Regions from separate parts of the Mus musculus genome. Here region 1 is linked to region 2. Evidence: chromatin contacts called from public Micro-C data. All regions are on one chromosome and are shown on one strand. The core of a region is the stretch at or near the end of the contact, and the rest is flanking DNA. Distances in the headings are between cores, read along the strand shown. Region 1 overlaps Gm34554 (a long non-coding RNA gene). Region 2 overlaps Wdr25 (WD repeat domain 25).

Evidence for each region. A called contact is a pair of places that touch in the nucleus more often than the background predicts.
Region 1: a Micro-C map of stem cell-derived motor neurons shows a contact between it and region 2, with 6 times the contacts expected there. The contact joins two enhancer-like sites. A contact is called at or near these places in 5 of 39 promoter capture datasets (the 3T3-L1 cell line, 3T3-L1-derived adipocytes, hippocampal neurons and 1 more), 3 of 15 datasets of contacts at CTCF or cohesin (the NIH/3T3 cell line, large pre-B cells and pro-B cells), 52 of 484 Hi-C or Micro-C datasets (the 3T3-L1 cell line, 3T3-L1-derived adipocytes, the AML12 cell line and 32 more), 9 of 115 datasets of contacts at active chromatin or transcription factors (the NIH/3T3 cell line, acute myeloid leukemia, differentiating embryonic stem cells and 3 more) and 3 of 9 other capture datasets (embryonic stem cells, embryonic tail and embryonic trunk).

What each region holds. Positions count from the first base shown.
Region 1 is chr12:109,945,840-109,952,124 of GRCm38.p6, forward strand. Gm34554 (a long non-coding RNA gene) reads left to right here. Exons shown (of 3, transcript XR_381936.1): 3 at 1,524-1,639. Among named protein-coding and RNA genes, the nearest start is that of Gm34554, 27 kb to the left of the region's middle. RefSeq lists an enhancer at 665-4,455. Within about 2 kb of position 2,677, at least 54 of the 459 cell types and tissues checked have an H3K27ac peak or open chromatin away from gene starts, as enhancers often do. A contact at or near this core is called in ganglionic eminence and stem cell-derived motor neurons, where this site is marked.
Region 2 is chr12:108,902,384-108,908,585 of GRCm38.p6, forward strand. The region is part of intron 2 of Wdr25 (WD repeat domain 25); the gene reads left to right. Among named protein-coding and RNA genes, the nearest start is that of Wdr25, 11 kb to the left of the region's middle. Within about 2 kb of position 4,583, at least 14 of the 459 cell types and tissues checked have an H3K27ac peak or open chromatin away from gene starts, as enhancers often do. A contact at or near this core is called in ganglionic eminence and stem cell-derived motor neurons, where this site is marked.

The sequences.
Region 1 (6,285 bases), core at 1,427-3,926, 1.0 Mb after region 2:
ACACCAGGCAGACTACACCTAGATATCAGGATGTTCCAGACAAAACTCTATCTCTCTTCTTCCTGGGTCAAGTATGGAAGGGGAAGAGGGAACTGGTCTGGACTGGAAAAACGAAAAAGAAACTTTCAGATGTCCGTAAGTCTTGTATAATCTGTCTGGAGGTAGTGGCGGCCACAAGAAAAAGATGTCCTGCTGCATTTTTATACAAGAGTGAGGGTGTCTCACCTGGTATGTGAGACATCTCTCTTTCCTTGTCCCCCTACTATTTACAGCCTCCAACTCTGTGCTATTAGAAGTGTCTCAAAGAGACCAGACCTGGAAAGAGTCTTCAAGACATTTCATGTGATGCCCGAGTCCTGGGGGAAAACAGAAAGGAAAGAATGGCTTGGGAAGGCTTGTTCTCACAGCCTGCAGCCCAGTGCAGCCTAGCCCAGTGGTAATTAATTGGTATACATGCTCTCTGAGTTGACAAGTGTTTATTCTACAAAATCTGGATCTTGGATCCAACAAGAAAGTGCATTTTTCCTGGTGAGAGTCTGGTCTGATGAGGCCTCTTGTGACAGGGCGGCTTGCTGGACAGCACATCCTGGTTGCAGCACGATTTCCTAAAAGCTCAGAGTTTCCACAATGGGTCTTGGGGAGTCCCCACCCACATCCAGACCCAGTGCAGCTGGCCTATCCTAGGCAAGGTGCTTCTGTCCTCCAGGGGCCACCACAAGTCCACTGCTGTCAGTGATGAGAGGCCCTGGTCATAGCATTGCTCTTGTGACTGTGGGATCTCTATCCTCCTAGGCTACATGGCAGTTGTCAGCTCCTCCTTGTCTCAGAGACACTCCATCCCATTCCCAACACTCCTTGTTTCACAGGAGGATAGCCCAGTGCCTCAAGGACAGTGTCACCCAAGTAGCCTCTATGCAATGACAGGGTCCAAAAGTACAGCCCTCATATTGGGATTAGTGCCCTACGGAAAGGGCTGGAGACTCTTACCTCTTTCCCTCCAGTGAGGACTCAGAGAGACAGAGCTACATCTCAAAGAAGGCCCCAACCAGGACCCTACTTTCCAGCTCAACCTTCAACTTCCAGTTGCCAGAACTGGAGGTAGCAAATGTCTGGTGCTTATGGGGCCTCCTGGCTGTGGATATTGGCTATGGCCACTGATATTGATCTTTGGTCTCCCTCAGCCCTGCCCAGCCTTCTTCAGCCTTCCTCAGCCCCACTCATTTCCCTTTAGCTCTGCCCTCATCCTTCAGTACTCCCTCTCCTCAGCCCCACCCACTTTCCCTTAGTCCTGCCCCTCATCCCTCAGTGCCCTCTCTGCTCAGCCCCACCCACTCTCTTCTGGCACTACCTTGCAGCGGCCATTGCCTTAGAACCTCCACCTCCAGCTAGTGTGTCTTCCTGGGAAGCACTCTTGAGTCCTGTAAAAGGTAGGCTAGGAGACCTAACATCCACTGAACCCCCTGGGGCACAGACACCTACAGAGAACTCTTACAGGTTCTGCCCACTGTCTGTTCTTGTTTCAGAGATTCACCACATGGGCCAGGAATCGAAGAGCTCCAGGTCTATCTCAGCCACCAGAAATCAGGATATCCCTGAAGCAAGCATACTTTATTAAAAAGATATATTTATTTTTATTTTATGCACGTTCATGTTACACTTGTATGTGTATTGCATGTGAGCCTGATGCCCGACAAGGCCAGAAGAAGTCGTCAGAGCTCCTGGAATTGGAGTTACAGGTGGTGGTGAGCCACCATGTGCGTGACAGGAATAAAGCACTGGGCTTCGGGAAGGGCAGCCAGTGCTCTTAACCCCTGAGCCATCTCTCAGCCCCCAAACCTGGTTTTCATTTGGGCATTTTGACCCCAGCTCACTAATGTCTGCCAAATCTTGCAGCTTTTCAGTTGCACAAGAACAACGTCTTATAAAACCTTTGTACAGCTTTTCTAAAACTTTAAAAGAAAAAAACAGAACAAAAAACTCTGGCCTCCTCGTTCCCTTCAGGCACAAATCCTAAAGGATGCAAAAAAGCAAGCCAAAAACAAACAAACAAACAACCAAACAACAAGAGAACCCCATAACAACAGCAACAGACTTCTTGGTTGAAAGTCAGGCCTTGGGTGGGGGGTGATCAATTTCAGGTGAGGCCAGGACTGCCCCAGAACCAGCTACAGGGATCTGGGCGTCAGAGGGGAAGCAGCTGAGACACATGGGAAAACCTACGCTATGGGATGCTGGAGATTGCACGCAGCCTAAGTGACCAAGACAAGACCCCAGAAAGTCCCCTCCTGCTCATTTGTCTGTCAGCAAGTCTTGATTGTGAATCACAAATTTTGTCCATCCTTCACTCTGGGATGGAAGGACTTGGTGATTTTTAGCCAGGCAGGCGGTGGACAGTTCCTTTCCTTAGCCCTCTGCACATTGGGTGGCTTTCCATCTGCCCCCTGTCACCCCACACCTCAGGATCTTTATTTGTAGACTTGTTCACAGAGCAGTTGTGCTGAGTTAAAATTCAGTTTTCAGAAAGGCTGCCTAGACGCCCGATGGGAGTGTCATTTATTAACATGTGAATGGCCCCTGTCGCTGGGAAATAAAAAGAAATTTGACCTTGCCAGTACAGCCTGGCCCCTTCTCCCCACCCCAAGGAAAGCCTTCCTTAACCGTCTGGGCCTAGCGCTTTTTATGATGCAGATTTGGAAGGGAGGACACAAAGAGAGGGTCGGCCGGGACAGAGGACACAAAGAGAGGTGGCCGGTTTGCAGGAGGAGGGGGGTAGCGAGGGTGGGAGGCGAGGGAGAAGTGGAGTGGGGTGGGGGACTGACAACACCTCTCTTGTGGCTGGGGCTCTGCTTTGGTGTGGAGAAAGAAATATGGAGGAAGGGCGGCAGGAACTGGGAACAAAGTCTGGGGTGTGCATCCACCTCTGTCACAAAGAATCCTGAGTGAGAGAGGGGTGGGGTTGGGGAGGCGGGGATCGAGGAGGGCTTCGTGCCTGTGCCGGGAGTTCACTGCAGGCTCTAAGCAGGAGGCCAGGTGTGTGTGTGAGCCTTGTTGGGCTCAGTCTGCCATTTCTCGGCCTGCCAGCAGGGCGGGTTCCAGCTCTTTCCTTGGTTCCTGGTTGCTCTGCCAGTCGGTTCAGGCCCGTGGGGTTCCCTGCCCCACACTCACTCTAAAACCTCCTCCCGGAGATCGCCCATGGTTCCTCGGGCACCGAGGCTGCTTGTGCGCACAGAATGATGGCTGGGGCAGGGACTATATTTGCTCCTTGGGAAGAAAAGCTAGACCTGCTGTGGGAAGGTTCCACACATAGTAAGCCAAGCATGGGGCTGAGTGCAGAGAAGGCCAAGGCCCCTTCCCAGGAGAAGCTGTCCAAGCGAAGACCTGCCAGCCGAGTCCACGGGGCAAGAATATATTGTCCACTGGCAAAGGAATACGTGGGAAGGGAGATGGTGCAAACATTTTCAGCATGTGCAAAGGCCCCGGGGCAAGAAAATGTGTATCCTGTAGCTAAAGACTCCAGTATGGCTGAGCTGTTGTGTATGGAGCCCCATGTAGAGGGAACGCTGGTTTTCTACTGTAGGATCTTGTTTGATGCTTGGCTTTTGACAGCTACTACAGGGAGCACTGAAGCCCAGAGGGCCTCTCGTTTCTTCCTCTGTCAAGGTGCGTGCGTTCGTGCGTGTACTCTGGGACACTGAGGCAGGATCCCTTCTTTGTCACAAGACCCCCTTTGCCCTTCACCCCCGACTTTGCCCCAGCGCTTGACCATGAAGCCGGGTGGCACAGCCGGCTGCCTGTGCCTGCTTGAGGACCTGTGGTTGCAGAAACAGCTGGAGGGAAATCAATTTGTTCTTTGCTACAGTCAGACATGAACCAATTAGAGCTGCCCCATGGGGCCTCTGTGCTCAGGGAGAGAGAACAAGCCCGGGCCTGTTAATCCCTGCTCCCACCTTCTACCAGCCAGCAAAGTGAAGGGTGCAGCTGGAGGAGGGCCAAGCCTGCTCCCTCCTCACCGCTCCCCTGGATCTGTGGTTGACCTTTGACCTTCCACTCCATGCCCAGCGTCTGGGTGATTTCAGAGGTGCCTTGGGGCTATGCAGAAGTGGTGGCCCGAAGAGCACCCACCTCAAACCCCCAACACCAGGACTGGCCTCCGTTCTCAGAGCATCCATCCAACCCACCAACTCCACCCATACTGGACAGAAGAGGTGCAGTGCACAATGTAACGGATTTCGTGTCTCTCTTTGTGCCACAGAGAGGCCCAGGGAGGGGCACACGCATCAAGCATGTTGAGGAGGCTCAGCCAGGAGCGTTCAGGGTTAAAAAAGACCTCCTCAGCAGGATGCATTTGGGGTTGGGGGCAGGAGCTGAGATGTCCCTCTTCGAGGCTCCCTCATGCCAGCCCTATCAATGTCTGTGAGAACTGGAGTGTGCCAGCTTCCTGCCTCCTTGTTGTCCAATGTCCAATGGGAACTTGTGAGAGTCCGCTGTCAAGACAGTTCTTCCTCTGGCCACTCACCATGGTTTTCTGCCCCTGCTAACCTCATCCCTACAAGCTGTATCTATGTCCCTAGCCAGCGCTAGCCCACCCTATGGCTCCAGGCTGTCGGAAGTCTCTGGATATGAGCCTCCCCTGTGAGGCCCCCTTGGGGGCTCTGAGCTTGTTTTCCAGGAAACAGCACGCGCAGGCCAGAGCAGTTCCTGCTGCTTCCTGGAACTGGCCTTCTAAGAACTGGATGGGGGGGGGGGACTTGGGGTGGGCAGCTACAGAGGGGCTCTCTGCTTCCTCCAGGTAGTGTGCAGGTATGTGTAGAGAGTGGCCTCTGCTGTCAGGCAGCAGGGGATACCCTCCCAGCTCTGCCACAGGCCCTTCTCAGCACACCCCTAGCCTGAGTTTTTGGGGTTGGGGGTGTGACCATGGGGTAGGGCATCTGTTACTGAGCTCAGCTGTCTCCTGTTGGAGCCACTTCATAAGCGCCTCCTGCTGGTCAAGTAAGCCCTTGGGCAGATCCCGGTACTGGGTTTCATCTCGGTTTAGAGGGAAGATGTCATGTACGTCATAAGTCACCTGTGTGTGAGGTACCAGGTGTGCTAGCTAACTGACACCCTGGTGTCAAAGGGGATTGTGAGCTCCGTGCAAAAGGTCGCCTGGTGCCTGCAGGAGAGAGCTGATGTGATGATGGCTTTGTGAGGGCAGGAAGGCACACAGCTGGGACAACAGAAGAAAGCCTGGGGCCTCTGGAGACCTGAGGCTGGAGGTCATCAGGGGTCCTGGAAGAGTCACTGTGGAGGTCAAAGTGGGAATCCGAGAGGCTGTGAAGGAAGATATCAGTGCACAGTGGGGATGCTCAAGCTTGGGCATTGTGCCTGAAGAAGGTTATAGGGGAAGGCCAAGCCTAGCCTGACCCAGAGAGGTGGTTGCAGGCAGACTGCAGCTCGAGCAGGGACAGGGCGTGGGATCTGAGGACCAGGGCTTTGGGGTGCACACAGCTGCTGCATGCCCTGCTGAGCAGCGGGGTCTTAGGCTGGATTCCAACTCCTCCCTGCTCTGGGGAGCAGCTGCAAACCTCAAAGTCCACAGCAAGGGTGGGGAGATGGCCTTGGCCCAGAACCTGTGCTCAGAACTCACAGCTTGGAGCACAGGGAAGGGGACCTGTCAGCGTGAGGCCTGACTTTCTAGTAATCTCTGTCAAAAGAGAAACGACAATAGAGTGAGGCCGTTCTAGGCGAAGCGCACAAAGACACCCAGGGACACACGTACTAGGGAGCACCACTGGGAGACGCAAGTGCACACATTACAGAGGTTGTGGGCGTGTAGGCACTTGGGCTGATCCTGGTACAAGATGCAACACACGTTCACCAGCATACATGTGCATGCGGAGATATGACAAGTCAATCACACTCAGACACATGACCCTAGCTGCTAGGAGACTATCCCTGGCCCTGACATCCCAGGGCCTAGGTGTGGAAGACAGGAGGACTCCTCACCCTCCACAGCCGCCTCCCGCTATAGGAGAAGCAAGAAGAAATAAGGACAGTCGCAGGCACTGAGAGAGACTTGCTTCCAAAAGAGGCTGTGAAATGGGTCTGAGGAGTGAGCACCCTCTGCGGTGCAGCCTGCCACAGCGCCAACTCTGTGGAAGAGGAGGAGTAGGAGTTGGAGAGCGGAATGAGCGTCAGCTGGGACCCACTTGCCTGCCTGCCTGCCTGCCTAGCTGGACCCAGATAAGGATGAGGCCTGTGGGGAACCTCACAGGCAAGAGGGCCTCTCCAGAGCACAGCCAATGT
Region 2 (6,202 bases), core at 3,333-5,832:
GTGTGAGAGTACGTGTATGTGTACGTGTGTGTGAGAGTACGTGTGTGTGTGTGTGTGTGTGTGTGTTTGTAGGTGGAGGACAGAGGGCAGCTTTGGATATTGTTCCTCAGTTGTTCTTTTTAAGATAGACTAGGTTGGCCAGCTGGCATATCCCAGGATCTGCCTGCCTGTTTCCCCAAAGCTGGGGTTCCAGGATTATATGACTGTGCCTAGCCTTTTCACATGAGTTTTGGGAGTTGAATTCCTGTCCTCCTGCTTGTAAAGCAAGCACTTTTCAGGTTGACCATGATGACTTTATTTTTAAAAATTGTTTACTTTTTATATGTGTGTTTGGGGGACACATGTGTGCTATGGTACATGTGTGGAGGTCAGAGGACAACTTTGGGGGGTGCCAGTTCTTCTTCCACTATGTCACTGTTGGGGATTGGGCTCAGTGGCAAGTGCCTTTACTTGATAAGCCATTTTGCTCACCCCAAAGATTGTTTTCTTTAGGATAGTATCTCACTAGGTAGCCCTGGCTGCCTTGTTATTCATTATGAAGATCAAGCTAGTCACGACCCCATAAAGACCTGCCTCTCTCTTCCTTCAGAGTGCTAAGAGAAAGGCAAGTGCCACTATGCTCCATGTTGTTTTTTAAGAAAGAGTGAGTTGGCACCTTGGCTCTGGGTGTGGTGAAGAAAAGTGTGCCAGGACTGGTGTGACACTTCACGGCCAGAAGAGGTCGCAGTTGGGCTGCCTGGGATGACGAGAAGCCTGCGTTTAGGGCTGTGTGTGGGATGCTGATGTGTGGCCTGTCCCAGGAGGCGTGTGGGCCGGAGGTGGTGATGCTAGTGTGAGACTCCTTGGCTGCCAGGAAGCTTGAGGGAGTGCTCTACGCCCCTGTCTAGTTCCCCAGTACATCCAAAGGATGGCTTCGGGCAAAGACACTTGCTATAGTTGAGTTGTTGTCAGTACTGACCATGCATGCTAGGAGCAGAGTCTCCTGATCTTTATGAAAATTCAGGTTTCTATAAGCCAGGGGTGACTATCAAGCTGGAACCCGAGCAGAGGCTTTAATAAGATGTCTCATAGTTTTAGTGATTAGGGTTGTTTGGAAAATCATTTTGTGTAAGTGGGACTCTCAGTAAGTTCGGAATGCAGAATGAGTAGTAGGAACCAATAAGCTGTGGTGGGAAGATGGGTTAGGGCATGGAGGGCTCAGGTGTGCACCTGAGGTTGGAAGTCCTACCCTAGGCCTGCAGGTTGGTATGTGGCCTGCTGAGTGGTGGCTGCTTTTCCCTCCCTGATGTCAGAGATGCCTGTGGTTATAAACCAAGCCCCAGTATTCCTGTGAGGTGGAGGTATTATGTGTGTGCTTGGTCTTCCTGGCCTGGGTGCTGGCACTCAGGATGTGAACAACTGGGTGGGACCTGGCATGTGCTCCTGTCACTCAGGGTGCTGGGGCTTTGCTCCCGTCCCTGCCAGCGGTGGCTTACTGTATCTGAGATGTTCAACAGGCGGTAAGCTTTGTGAATGCAGAAGTCACACCAGACCCATTTTTATATTCTTTGTAGCATCTGGCATGAGATTTGGTCCCTGTTAAGTGATCAATGAAGGTTTAAAGACATTTTTTGGATTTCACTGCTTTGATTTAAGAGGGTTTGTGTGTGCACATGCAAAAATCCTGCTCACCTCTAGGGGGCACAGTAAGACTTGCTATCTTTTGCCCATCCAAGCTTCTAGAATGTGGTAGAATCCTTGACTCCTTGTAACATTTACTGAGATGATTTTTCTCTGATCTGGAGCAAGCCAGCTCCGTTCATCTGACTGATGTGAGGAGCCAAGTGCCGGTCTTTCGTTGCCTTAAAGCTCGGCTTTGGAGGCACACATTTCAGCTAGGCACATTACGGTGGAAAGATATGTATTTTAATATGCTCTAAATGTTCTGTGAGCTGTAAAATGTGCTTATATTAGTTTTGAAAAATTTACAGCCAAAGCAATTAAGTAAAATAAAACAATGAGTCACAGGCCCTGAAGCGCTGCTCCGCTGTCGCAGGCGGTGACCCTCCTGCCCTCCTCCGTGAGCTCGAGGCTTTCCTGGCTGTAGTCCCAGCACAGACACCTTTATGCTCTCTTTTCATTTCTCCGTGAACTCCCTGGGCTCTGCATGTTTGAACACCCACTGCACGTAAAGGTGGAATTCAGCCTTTGATGCCTTTTCTGAGGGAAAAAGGCAAACAGACAGCCTTGTCTGGCTGCCCATGCAGAGGCTGGACCAGGCCCCCCAGGGGACTCCCTGCTGCACCAGCGTGCTTCCTGCTGTGGGGACGAGTTCTTACTTAGGCAGGTCTGTACATAAAGCTTGTGAGCTGCGTGTTGTTAATTTGCTTTATTCTAGATTTTTCTTCAATAACAAATAGCAAGCTTCTGTAACATATTTTTAAAAAGCCAAACTGACGCTTACTGGGGAAACTTGACTGACTCAGATAAATGAGATGCGAAGGAGACATCAGTGCTTGTACTGTCCTGGTCATGGCGCATCTCTAGGCCGCCCCGGTCTGGCTGCTGCATCCCGCATGTTGACACTGGCCAGCTGGTCATTGCTATCTTGCCCTCCACCAGATTGTCTTTTGTATTGTTTGTGGGGCTGGGTGTATAGCTCAGAGGTGGAATGTCTGCCCTGCAGGCAGAGGACCTGGGGTTCCATCCCCGCTCCCCCAAACAAAGTCCCCAGTGAAAAACTGTCCACAAACAGCTTTCTGACTGTCCCTTTCCTCACACTTTCCCTCGTCTCTCCTGTGCTGTTTCCTGTAGCTTCTGGAGTCCATTTTAAAGCAAGTAGTCCTGCCGTGATCACACTGTGCATAAATGCCATCTTTTCTGCTGCTTAATGTAGTGAAGATGGGCTTTGCACTGTCGGCCGGCAGAAGGCCTGTGTGTGGGAAATGGAACCTTACACTGGCCGGCCTTTGGTGCGTGACTCTACTGCTGCTCAGTGCTGCCGGGACTTTGCATACGATTACTTGGTCTCTCTGATCCCCAGGTATCACGGTAAAGGAGAGAGAATGGCCATCAATGAGGACTGTTGCCACAGATATGGGAAGAAATGATCTAGTCCAGTCCCTGGCATAAGCGAGAATTTCCCCCCTTGTACCCATATTGATTGGTTAAAACATAAATGTGCAAAAAACACCTCAGTTAGAGTCTTCTGACTTAATGTAGTTCTGCTTTTGTGAATCTCTTCATAGTCTGTTTTTGTACATATGGATTTTTAAAGAGTTTCATCCTCAGTGTTCCTGAGATAAATCCCTTTAAAATGCATGGAGTTTCTGAGATCAATGCTACTGAGCTGCCTTTGTCGTCCTTTGGAGTGCTTTGTGCATCCGCCAGGTCCTGCTGAGGACGGCCCAGTTGCCAGGCGCTCACACTGGCCACTGGATGGTGGACGGTTGCTTGAGTCCAAAGTCAAGCCTCAGCAGCGCTGGGGAAGCAACCTCTTAGGGGACCCAGGAGGGAGCTATGCTGCCTCCCTCAGGCAAGCTGCCTTCGGAGGTAGCTGAAGGCTCTGCGATGGAGGCAGGTGACCCCAGCTGGTGCTTTCTTGTGCTGATCACCGGCCCTGTGGTGACCAGGAGCACATGAGGGAGCAGGGCGTCAGCAGCTGCACCGGGTCCACCACATGCTGCTAGGCACAGCTTTTAACACACTTTACCACAGAGCTGAAACTTGTTCCCAGTTACACAGCAGGCAACATGGGGCGGGCAATAGGCTACAGAGACTGAGCCAAACAGGCAAGCTGTTCCTCCTCCACCTCTGGAAATGCCCAGTTGAAAAGCAGCGCTTTCTCCCAGATGGGCCCAGGCTCTCTTCAGCCTCACTACTTGGGCTTTGTTAAGGGCAGGGGGAGCAGAGATGATTTCCACGGTGGCTTGGATTTGCATTTTTATATATTACAGGATCTCGCTGATTTATCATTGTTAGTGGATCTGATTATATTAGGGTATCTTGGATGTGCTTTGTAAAAAGTGATATATTTCACATTCAAAGACAAGGAATTTATGGATCCAAGTGCCAGAGCGAGGGTTTAGTTCAGTTTTGAAAGAATTACTCTTGATGGATTTTTACGAAATGAGGTTGAGAAGTGATTTGGTGCGTGGAGGAAGGAGCTCGGGAGCATTATGCAGATGATTGGCAATTTATTCCGAGCACGAGGCAGATCTGTTGGAAATGAGAGGCGCAGCTGGGTAGGAGGGGCGGGTTGTGGTGGTGGGTGTCTGGTATTTGGGGAGTGAATGATTAACAGTGAGTGCATGGAGGGTAATTAGGTGAAGGCGAGGGGAGAATTTGGTGTGTGTGTTAACATGCACACACGCCGGCACATGGAGAGATCATCTGGTCCTTCTTCAGGTGGCGGAGACCAAGGGAGAGCAGGAGGTGCCCTGGGGCACGCAGTTCTGGAGTCTGCTTGCCCCTCTCTTCCCTCTCACCTTCCTGGGAAGGTTGAGAGTCCCCGTGTTGTCCTGCGGTGGCTTAGGTGTCAGTAGCCAGGCTGCAGAGCCTCTGGGAAGAGTTGGCAGCTTCTGGGCTGGAACTTCCTTTTTCGTGGGAGGTGAAGTGTCTCTGACGCCCTCTTCCCTCTAGTGAAAGCCGAGATGAGTTCAGGGCCAATACTGGAGATGCTTCTGGTTCCCTTTACTTCACGAGCTTGAGGCTCTCAGAACCAACATGAGCTGACTGAAAGCAGTGCAGTGGCTAGCCCTGTGTGCTTTCTGCTTTCTGGGAGCCTTTGTGGTTGAACTTGACCAGTTTTGTGCACCCAGGGCAGCTCATGTGCAAGCGGTGCCAGGCATGAAGGTGCTGGCCCTCTCCTCGGGGAGCGCGTCTCAGCCAATCTCATCCCGTGTCATTAAGGGGAGAATAGAGCAATTTGGAAAAATGCTTTTAATGTAATTGAAAAATGCAGATTGCAAAATTGGCACACTTAGGAGTTGAGACAGTCTAGTGAATTATTTCTTGTTGCTTTTAAAACTTGGACACAGAAGACTCTTAAAGGAGCCTGTCTAGTGCCTGGTGATAGCGAGGCCCTTGGCGTCTTAGAAAAGGGGGTAGTTCTATATTTCATTTTGCTTCATTGTAAAAGTGGTCAGATTTTGAGAAGAAAATTGGAGAAATGAAAAGCCTTGGCACTTCCACTTGTGTGACAGCCGGAATGCATCCCGACCCTTGCTCTCTTCTGGGCTCTCTCTTTCTTTGAGTGGACCATCAGGCTCTAGTCACACCATTGGAACTTCTGTAACCCACACTACAAAACTGAGATTACACAGTCTTCCAGAGCTAGGTGTGCTGGTATTTGCCTATAATTCCAGCATTTGGGTGCCTGGGGCAGGAAAGAAGTTTGAGGCTAGTCCAGGGTACAAAATCAAGACTCTGTTTCAGACGAAGCATGTATACCACACACACACACACACACACACACACACACACACACACTCCATAGTAGTGGTTCCCCTCAGTCTTACTGTAATTTCCCAGGAAGAGGAGAGGAGAGGAGAGGAGAGGAGAGGAGAGGAGAGGAGAGGAGAGGAGAGGAGAGAGGGGGTTGCATCTCTCTTGACTCTGTCTTCAGCTGTTGCTGTTTGTTCGTTCTTGAGGCAGTGCCTTACTCTAGCCTAGACTGGTCTGGAATTCATTCAATGGCCCAGCTTGGCTTGAGCTTACAGCACCCTTCTTGTCACAGCTCCTGTGTGCTGGGATTATAGACAAGTGCCACCATGCATAGCTGCCATATCCTTTTGCCCTGACAACCAGCAGGCCCAGGTGTCTAGTGTGGCCTTCCGATGTGGGCTAAGAACCTCAGGTGTGGTAGCAGGGTAGGAACACCCTGCTGTTAGCCAGGATCCTCACCCTCCTTCCATCAAGCTTCCTGAAGTGTGAGGTGGAGGGACTTGTCTACAGTGAGCTTGCCTGAGGGTTGTGAGGTGGCAGGCGGAGTCCCTGACGTGTGTGTGTGTGTGTGTGTGTGTGTGTGTGTTCCTTTCAGCCTGTCCTGGGTGGGTGGGTCTCCACTCTCTGCAGCCTCATGTCATCTGTGATGCTGAGGAAGGATCTTGGGTTGTTGTGCCTGCTCCTGACTCTCCCTCTTGCCCTGTAGTTCTGCTTCTTCACTCCTGTCAGTAGCACATCTCTTCTGGGTACCCGGATGCACAACATTCATTCCTGTTGC